3 separate regions of the Sus scrofa genome follow, and regions 2 and 3 are each linked to region 1. A link is a contact called in public Hi-C and HiChIP or PLAC-seq data. All regions are on one chromosome and are shown on one strand. The core of a region is the stretch at or near the end of the contact, and the rest is flanking DNA. Distances in the headings are between cores, read along the strand shown. Region 1 holds the start of PURB (transcriptional activator protein Pur-beta). Region 2 holds the start of TBRG4 (transforming growth factor beta regulator 4). Region 3 holds the start of OGDH (2-oxoglutarate dehydrogenase, mitochondrial).

Region 1 (2,706 bases), core at 57-2,556:
GGCAACGGAACCTTAGAGATGAACTGAACTGCGCAAGACCTCACAGCTACAATGGGGTTCAGACCCACGTAGAGTGACTCTCAGCACACACCTCCTCCCATGGAAAGACATGCTTTGCACTTTTTTTTTAAGGCGGGTGGAGGCATGTGGAAGTTCAGGGGCAAAGACTGATCGCTGGCCACAGCCACTGTAGCTGAGGCCACACTGGATCCTTTAACACACTGCCCCTGCCAGGGATCCAGCCCGTGCCTCCGCAGGGACCCAAGCGGCTGCAGTCAGAGTCTCAACCCAATGGGCCACAGTGGGAACCAATTTTTAAATCCATTCCGGTTTCTCCACACAACGTGAACATGGACACACGAATTCTTCCGCGCAAAATGGTTGTCAGTACCTGTACATAGGTATTTGATAAAAGTTAACTCCTTCCTAGGCGCTTCAGCCCCACTACCACTGCTTAGTTGAGTCCTTCATTTTTTCTTACGTTGTTGTCATGGTGAAGATGATATTATCATGTATGTTTCAGGCACTATAGGAAAAAAAGGCAAGAGGCCACACTTAGTGAGCATCACTATAACTCAGGTATCATGCTAAACATTACTCACAGATTACTGTCCAGCAATCCTATAAAACTCGTTTTAGTTCTTTTTTTTTTTTTTTTTTTTTTTGTCTTTTTGCTATTTCTTGGGCCGCTCCCACGGCATATGGAGGTTCCCAGGCTAGGGGTTGAATCGGAGCTATAGCTGCCGGCCTACACCACAGCCACAGCAACGCGGGATCCGAGCCGCGTCTGCAACCTACACTACAGCTCATGGCAACGCCGGATCGTTAACCCCACTGAGCAAGGGCAGGGACCGAACCCGCAACCTCATGGTTCCTAGTCGGATTCGTTAACCACTGCGCCACGACGGGAACTCCCCCGTTGTAGTTCTTAACGCAGACGACCTCAACATCCTCTCTCCTTTAATTCCTCTGTTTACAAATAATAACTGTATTCGGTATAATTTCCCTAGAATAAACCGCACTTATTCAAAGAGTACATTTCAAAGGTTTTGGCACATCTGTGAAGCCACCATCACAAACAAGCGCACACTATTTCCAACACCCTTAAGCTTCCCAGGGATCCTTCCCAGCCTACCCCTCGGGTCCTCCGCCCCGCGCCTGCGGCCCCGTGACGTCACTGCCCTGCGCCCCGCCGCCGCCGCGCTCGACACTTCCGGCAGCGAAGACGTAATGGGCGGGGCGGGGGTGGTGTCACGGAAGCGCGCGCCGGAAGCGGGCCCGCCGGAAGTGGCGGGGCGGGGCGCGGGGGCGATGGGGGGTGGCGGCGGCGGCCGGCGATGAGCAGCGGGAGCGCGTGAGCAGGCCGGCGGGCGAGGCTGGGGGGCCCCGGAGAGCGAGCCGCAGGGCGGAGGGCGGGGGCGCGAGCGAGGCGGGCGGCGGGCGGCGGCCTGGGCGCGGTGGCGGCGGAAGCCGAGAAGATGGCGGACGGCGATAGTGGCAGCGAGCGCGGCGGCGGCGGCGGCGGCGGGCCCGGCGGCTTCCAGCCCGCGTCCCGCGGCGGCGGCGGCGAGCAGGAGACGCAGGAGCTGGCCTCGAAGCGGCTGGACATCCAGAACAAACGCTTCTACCTGGACGTGAAGCAGAACGCCAAGGGTCGCTTCCTCAAGATCGCCGAGGTGGGCGCGGGCGGCTCCAAGAGCCGCCTCACCCTGTCCATGGCGGTGGCCGCCGAGTTCCGCGACTACCTGGGCGACTTCATCGAGCACTACGCGCAGCTGGGCCCCAGCAGCCCCGAGCAGGTGGCAGCGGCGGCGGGCGCCGAGGAGGGCGGTGGGCCGCGGCGCGCGCTCAAGAGCGAGTTCCTGGTGCGCGAGAACCGCAAGTACTACCTGGACCTCAAGGAGAACCAGCGTGGCCGCTTCCTGCGTATCCGCCAGACGGTCAACCGCGGCGGCGGCGGCCCCGGGCCCGGCGGCCTGCAGAGCGGCCAGACCATTGCGCTGCCCGCGCAGGGCCTCATCGAGTTCCGCGACGCGCTGGCCAAGCTCATCGACGACTACGGCGGCGAGGACGACGAGCTGGCAGGGGGCCCGGGCGGCGGCGCCGGGGGCCCCGGGGGCGGCCTCTACGGAGAGCTTCCGGAAGGCACCTCCATCACGGTGGACTCCAAGCGTTTCTTCTTCGACGTGGGCTGCAACAAGTACGGAGTGTTCCTGCGCGTGAGCGAGGTAAAGCCTTCCTACCGCAACGCCATCACCGTCCCCTTCAAGGCGTGGGGCAAGTTCGGGGGCGCCTTTTGCCGGTATGCGGATGAGATGAAAGAGATCCAGGAGCGGCAGAGGGATAAGCTTTATGAGCGACGCGGCGGAGACGAGTCGGAGGGAGAGGAGGTGGATGAGGACTGAAACGCGCAGCTTTCCCTACGGGCCTCTCCACCCCACCACCGTCCCCTTGGCTAGAGAGCTCCCCTTCCTGTTCATCCCCCAGTGAGCTAGAGGAGGGGGAGCGAGGGAGGCCCCAGAGGGAGAAAACAAAATTTAAAGTAATATAGTTAATTAAGAGAAGTAACCAGAAGAGAACCGTCACGGACACTTAGCGAAAAGCAGTGAAGTTCCAAGATACTGACAGCAACCTGCAAAGAGAGGAGAGAAGACAAAACAACAGCGTCTCCTCACCTGAGCAAAACAGTCTCAGCTTCTGTTGCTT
Region 2 (2,700 bases), core at 192-2,691, 140 kb before region 1:
GGCCAGAAACTTCTCTCCAAAGAAGATAACAGAGGGCATCTGGAATGGACTGCCTCAGCCCTCTGCAAGAGCAGGGTTACCTTGCAAAAATCCAATGACTGTGGCAGTTCTAAATGTAGGGAGGGAGGGAGGGGGAACAAACACCTCACATACAACTTCTGGACGCCTCGTAAACGTGAGACACTAACGAGCTAGAGGTTCACAGAGTAGCCTTCGAAATCAGGAAATGACTTCTAAAATACCCAGCCAGGGGGTCCCTGTGGCCTAGCAGTTAAAGACTCGGCATTGTCCCTGCTGAGCCTCAGGTCACCACTGTGGTTCAGGTTCCATCCCTGGCCCAGGAACTTTCCTATGCTGTGAGAGAGGCCAAAAAATAAAAATTAAAAAAAAAGTGATAAAATATGCAGGCAAACTATCAATCAGGCAGGAGGATATAATAAAGACATTCTAAACCTGCAAAAGGCCTTTAAAACTTACCTCCTTGGCATCCTCTCTCACAGAGGTACTGGAAAATGTGCTCTACCCAAACAAGGGGATAAACCAAGAAATACGATAAAAGACCTAGGAAATGAGAGAGAAGCAAAAGGAACACTTAGGACGTGGTAAAGGGAGACTCCCAGGATGACACCTGCCCTGAGAACATAGTGGTGATAATACGCCCTGGAGGTCAGAAGGCTCAGGAAGAAACTTCCTCAGTTAAGATTAAATGTATGACGTATGTGAAGTGTTGGAACATCTCGAGAGACTTAGACAACTGGAGACGGATCTTGGGGAGAATTTGCAATAAATACGTGGAATCTTAAACCGCAACAAGACAATTCTTTATATCAAGGAAATAAAAACTTCTGCAGGAAGAAAAATTAATTGAGTCTCTTTACAGACCTCTTGTTTGGCTTTCCCCGCACTTTCATTCTTTTATAAAATTAAAAGTCAATACTCAAAAATCAGTACATTGCACTTAAAATTCCAGAGTCCTAGGTTCTTTTCTGGAAAAACTGCAAGATCTAAGCAAATCGTGCCTACCTTTCGGCACACCTATACCGAGCGGCCGCCCACCGGGTCAGAGCCCAGCCCACCCCTGGGCAGTTTGCAGACGGCGCTTCTCAATCAACTGGGAGAGGCGCGCGGGGCAGGCAGGAGAGGCGGGGGAGGCGGGGTGAGGACAACCGACGACTGAGGGTCGCCTCCTGCACTCCGAATGGGGGCTGGGGACTGACTGGCGGGCGCCCCAGCCTCCTAGCCTTTATTTCCGAGCCTTTTACTCTTTCCCCGCCCATTCTCCCGACACCGTTCCACGACGGTCCGTCACTTCCCTTCCCATTAGCCAGTTTGCGCCCTCAGCAAAGATGGCACCCGACCGGAAGTCAGCGGCAGGGAAACGGAAGCGGGAGCGACTTCTGGCCCGGAGGCGGGCGGCGAGCCTCGCTTCCGGCGGCGCTCCGAGTGACGAAAGCGAGCGCGCCGCGCCGTGTGGAACGAGGGCCGTGCTCGGGCGCATGGAGGTCAGCGGCGGCGCTCGTGACGGCGGCGGCGGTGGCGCCGTAGGTCTCGGGGCCCGGGGGGAGGGGGTCCTGAAGGCAAGGGGGGCGTGGCCAGGAGAGGAGACCGGGAGGGCGCGCTGGGATGGAGGGGTTAGGGGTGCGGGGCAGGGGCTGGGCCCTGTTCTGAGCCGCGCGCGCTCGTGCGCACGCTCCCTCTCCCGAGGTGCGGCGTACCCACCTGCGAGCCACGCTTTGGCCCTCGGCGTCTACCCCGCTGGCCTTCGTGCGGGTCGTTCTAAGCCCGAGGGCCGAGGTTCCGGGTTGGTGTTTCCGTAAATCCAGTTGGGCTTCTCAACTTGTTACTTACCCAGCTCGTTGGGCTGCCTTCAGTAGGGAACGCTTCCGGTCCTTCCCCGCTGCTGGGGCTCCGTGGGAGGTGCATATTGCCCTTGGGCCAGTGTTCCTTCTCGCTGAGCCTCTTTGTTAAAGCATTTTACAGCTGCCATGATCAGCTCTTATAAAAATAAAATGTCTCAGAACTGGGTCGAAGATCCCACACGCTCTCTGCTTTGGCACCGGAGAGGCCCAGGTTAACCTTTTGTCGTTCCCGGGCGGTGCCTTACGAGGTCAGTTAATCACACTGGTGAGCAGGACAGAATTGTTGAAAGCAGCGGCATCGGGATATGTAACAAATTCATGGGGTAGGTAAGGTTTTGTCTGGGTGTGGAAAGGTGGAGAGTGATTTCCTGTGCCCTGTGTTGGGGTTAAAAAAAAAGAGAGAGGCAACAGGCCTTACCCTGCCCTGCCCTGCCTTGCCCTACCAAGGTGTAATGAAAGTGCAAGGCCTGTTTAGACTGAGGGCGTGTGTTCCAGGGAGGAAGAAGAGGTAAAACTGGGAATATAATTCTGGGCCATATTAAGAAGTGCTTTTTATAGTTGGTTAGGGAATTTGGCTCTTAGAAGGGATGTATGTGTGTTTAGTATGTCAGTGGTGTAATACCGTAAGTTGGTTTGGGGAGGTTCACTCACATGTCTGTAAGTATTAAAATATTTCTACACCTCAGGAGTTCTGGGATATGTATGGATTATATGTCCAGGGTTTTCCAGGAGTAGTCTAATTTAAAATATTCTGTCTCCAAAAGAAAAAAAAAAAGTAGTTCCCGTCGTGGCACAGGGGAAATGAATCAGACTAGGAGCCATGAGGTTGCAGGTTCAATCC
Region 3 (2,700 bases), core at 191-2,690, 170 kb after region 1:
CTCAGAGCACTATACCTGGAAGTGGGTCTCTGGCCCTCGCTTCAAAGTACAGGACTGCAAAACAAGGCACAAGAAACCCCAAGACATTGTTCATTCCTTGGGCCTGAGTCACCGCTCCCCTGTTCTGGGCAAAGGGCAGAGATAGCAGGTTCTTATCTACGCAGTCTTTTCTACTGTCTCAGTACACAATCTGCACTGAGGTCAGGGAGCTTTGCCAAAGGGGAAGGGTGCACGGATTAGTATGTTCCTCCAAGAGATATCCTTCATTGCAACATGAGCTATCAAACACCTGGAAGGAGGAGTATGGTGGGGGTACTGAGTACGGTAGGGTACTGCAGGGTAGTCTACTCAAGGGTACCACCCTAAAGAGCTCACAGGGAGGTCTGGTACAAACATGAGTAAGGAGGGATACCGAGTACAGCAGTGTGTTGCAGAACAATCCACTCATCCAGGGCATCAACCTGAGGAGCACAGAGAAAGAAGGTGTGGTGTGGTGCTCAACAGTGCGGTACTTACTGAGTACCGTGGAGGTGACGAATACAGTGGGTGCTGCGGGTAATCACTCAAGGGTCCACCCCAAGAGTGAGCAGAGAGGATGGGTACGGTGGAGTATTGAATACTGCGGATACTGCAGGGTGATCCACTTAAGACCTCACCCCAGGAGTGCAGGGAGGAGAGTAAGAAGGGGTGCTGAGTATTGTAGGCTACTGAGTACGGCGTCACCCCAAAGAATACAGGGAGGCTTACAGGGGAGAGTGGGGGGCCTGCGGGGTAATCCGTCCCTCAAGGGTTCACCCCAGGAGCGTAGGGACAGTCCGATCAGAAGCCGACCCGTGCCGTCCACGCTGTGGGAAAGGCGTACTGCCCACAATTCGCAGCCGCTTCTTCAAGGGCGCGCCACCCTTCCATCCGTCCAGGCGGGCAGAGGACACTGCCGGGTGACTCCCACGTGACGCCTCCTCGACCTTGGGGGTCACCCCGGCAGCGGCGCCCGTTCTCTCACATCCGCCGCGCGGCCCACCCCCGCCTCCGCCTCCACCAATGGGGCGCCGCTCCGCGCCCCGCGCAACTTCCGCGCACGCCCGCACCCGCCAATCTCCGCCCGCCTGCAGGCGCCCAGCGCACCATTGGCTGCCACGCCCGTCCGTCAGGCCCCGTCCCACCCACCTCCCCCAGTACGCCCTGCTCCAGCCAGCTTCACTCCCTGTCATCAGGGAGCCAGCGACAACGAGAGCGCAGCGGCCTTGTCCTCAGCCGTGACCCCCGCCTCCTGCCCCACCAGCACGGAACCTCCCAAACCCAGCGAGGCCCGGCGGCAGCGCGCGCCTACCTGTCTTCGGCTCAGCTCCACCCGAATGAGGCGCCGACACCCCACTCCGGGGTACTAAACTCTCGGCCACGCCCCGGCGTGTGGCGTCAGCACGCCGCCCCGCCCTGGGAAGAAAGGGGCCGCCTCTGCCCAGTGAGCAGGGCGGGCCGGGGCTTGACGTCACAGAGTTGCGCCCGCGGCGCTCTTGTGCTCGGTTCGGGCACCTCGCTGGGCCTGGCTGTGCGTCCGGGGCCACAGCTAAGCGGTGCCTGGATTGGTCCCCACCGGCCTGAATGCCGGGTCTTTTGAAAAAGAGGGTCTTCGCGTTGCCTAGTAATGCCTCCTGCAGTGGGCTTTTAGGCGTCCTCTGATCAGAGCTAAGCTGACCTGGCCTGTATTGTCAGACTGAGAGGAACCTTGGTCAGCACTGCATGACTGAGCGCTGCGGGGCAGCGGCCGGGCGGAGTGAGAATCAGGGGGGCCCAGCGCTGACCTAAGGGTTTCCCAAGTGGGACTCCTGGGTCTTCACTTGGTGCATGGACGGGTGTATCATTTCATGGACTAAAAGCGGTCGTCTGCTTTAAGAGGTTATATTACTTTGCCACCTGCTCACAAGTGTGATACCGACCTGATAAGAAAGAGAGAAAAAAAAAAGGGTTAGGATAGCTCCATCTTAAAGTTGACCTGAAAAATACGCACAACCTGAAGGTTGAGTGTTAAGTTTTATTGCGGACGAAATGAGGGCTACAACTGGGGAGGCAGCTGTTGCAGTTAGCTCTGAGATACCGCTGCAAGGAGGGAGGGAAATGTCAGCATACATGTGGTTTTGGTGAGGAGGGAGGTACATGCTACCCAGCACACGTTTTACAGAAGTCTGAGGGTTACTGCTCGACAGGAGGAGCAGACGTCACCATGAAGGATTTCAGTGCTTTTCTAGCTATGAGGAGATGCACGAACCGGGCTCATAAAATCTTTTTCTGAAAGTATCTAACCATCTGAAGACCTGTTCTGCCAGTTTTTCCAGAGCACAAAGTGCCTCATTCCTGAGCTCCCCCCTGAGCTCCTCGAAGGGGCTGTGGAGGGTCAGCAGCTGCAGTGGCTCATGAGTCAAGCTCTGCAGAGGCAGATGGCAAGTGCCAATCTCCAGTTCACAGTCAGAGGCAACTGTAGTTCACAACGAGAAAAAGCAACTCAGAACTGATGAAGCATGGTAGGCTGTATTCAATCACATACTGAGGAAGCCCTTACTTCAGTCCTTATTCAAGATTTCTTCAGTTTTCATTACAGCAAGAAGAAAGCTTCATATCATGATAACATATCTTTAACTCTACTTTTTATTCCTTCCTTTTTTTTTTTTTTTTTAATGGCTGCAATGCATCATATGGAATTCT

The links. A called contact is a pair of places that touch in the nucleus more often than the background predicts. HiChIP or PLAC-seq counts read pairs in DNA pulled down with a chosen protein or histone mark.
Region 2: a Hi-C map of liver shows a contact between it and region 1, with 9 times the contacts expected there. The contact joins the promoter of TBRG4 here to the promoter of PURB in region 1. A contact is called at or near these places in 2 of 47 Hi-C or Micro-C datasets (heart right ventricle and liver).
Region 3: an H3K27ac HiChIP or PLAC-seq map of skeletal muscle shows a contact between it and region 1, with 2.6 times the contacts expected there. The contact joins the promoter of OGDH here to the promoter of PURB in region 1. A contact is called at or near these places in 1 of 5 promoter capture datasets (fetal liver), 5 of 47 Hi-C or Micro-C datasets (blood, heart right ventricle, liver and 1 more) and 2 of 2 datasets of contacts at active chromatin or transcription factors (alveolar macrophages and skeletal muscle).

What each region holds. Positions count from the first base shown.
Region 1 is chr18:50,508,704-50,511,409 of Sscrofa11.1, forward strand. PURB (transcriptional activator protein Pur-beta) reads left to right here and starts at 1,307. Exons shown (of 1, transcript XM_013985807.2): 1 at 1,307-2,706. The coding sequence starts at 1,479. The coding sequence ends at 2,405. It overlaps LOC106506854 (a long non-coding RNA gene), which reads right to left and starts at 1,129. Exons shown (of 5, transcript XR_002340473.1): 1 at 1,038-1,129; 2 at 392-526.
Region 2 is chr18:50,365,457-50,368,156 of Sscrofa11.1, forward strand. It overlaps TBRG4 (transforming growth factor beta regulator 4), which reads left to right and starts at 1,442. Exons shown (of 11, transcript NM_001123101.2): 1 at 1,442-1,541. It also overlaps a transcript of RAMP3 not described here.
Region 3 is chr18:50,683,550-50,686,249 of Sscrofa11.1, forward strand. OGDH (2-oxoglutarate dehydrogenase, mitochondrial) reads right to left here and starts at 1,441. Exons shown (of 23, transcript XM_021079062.1): 1 at 1,331-1,441.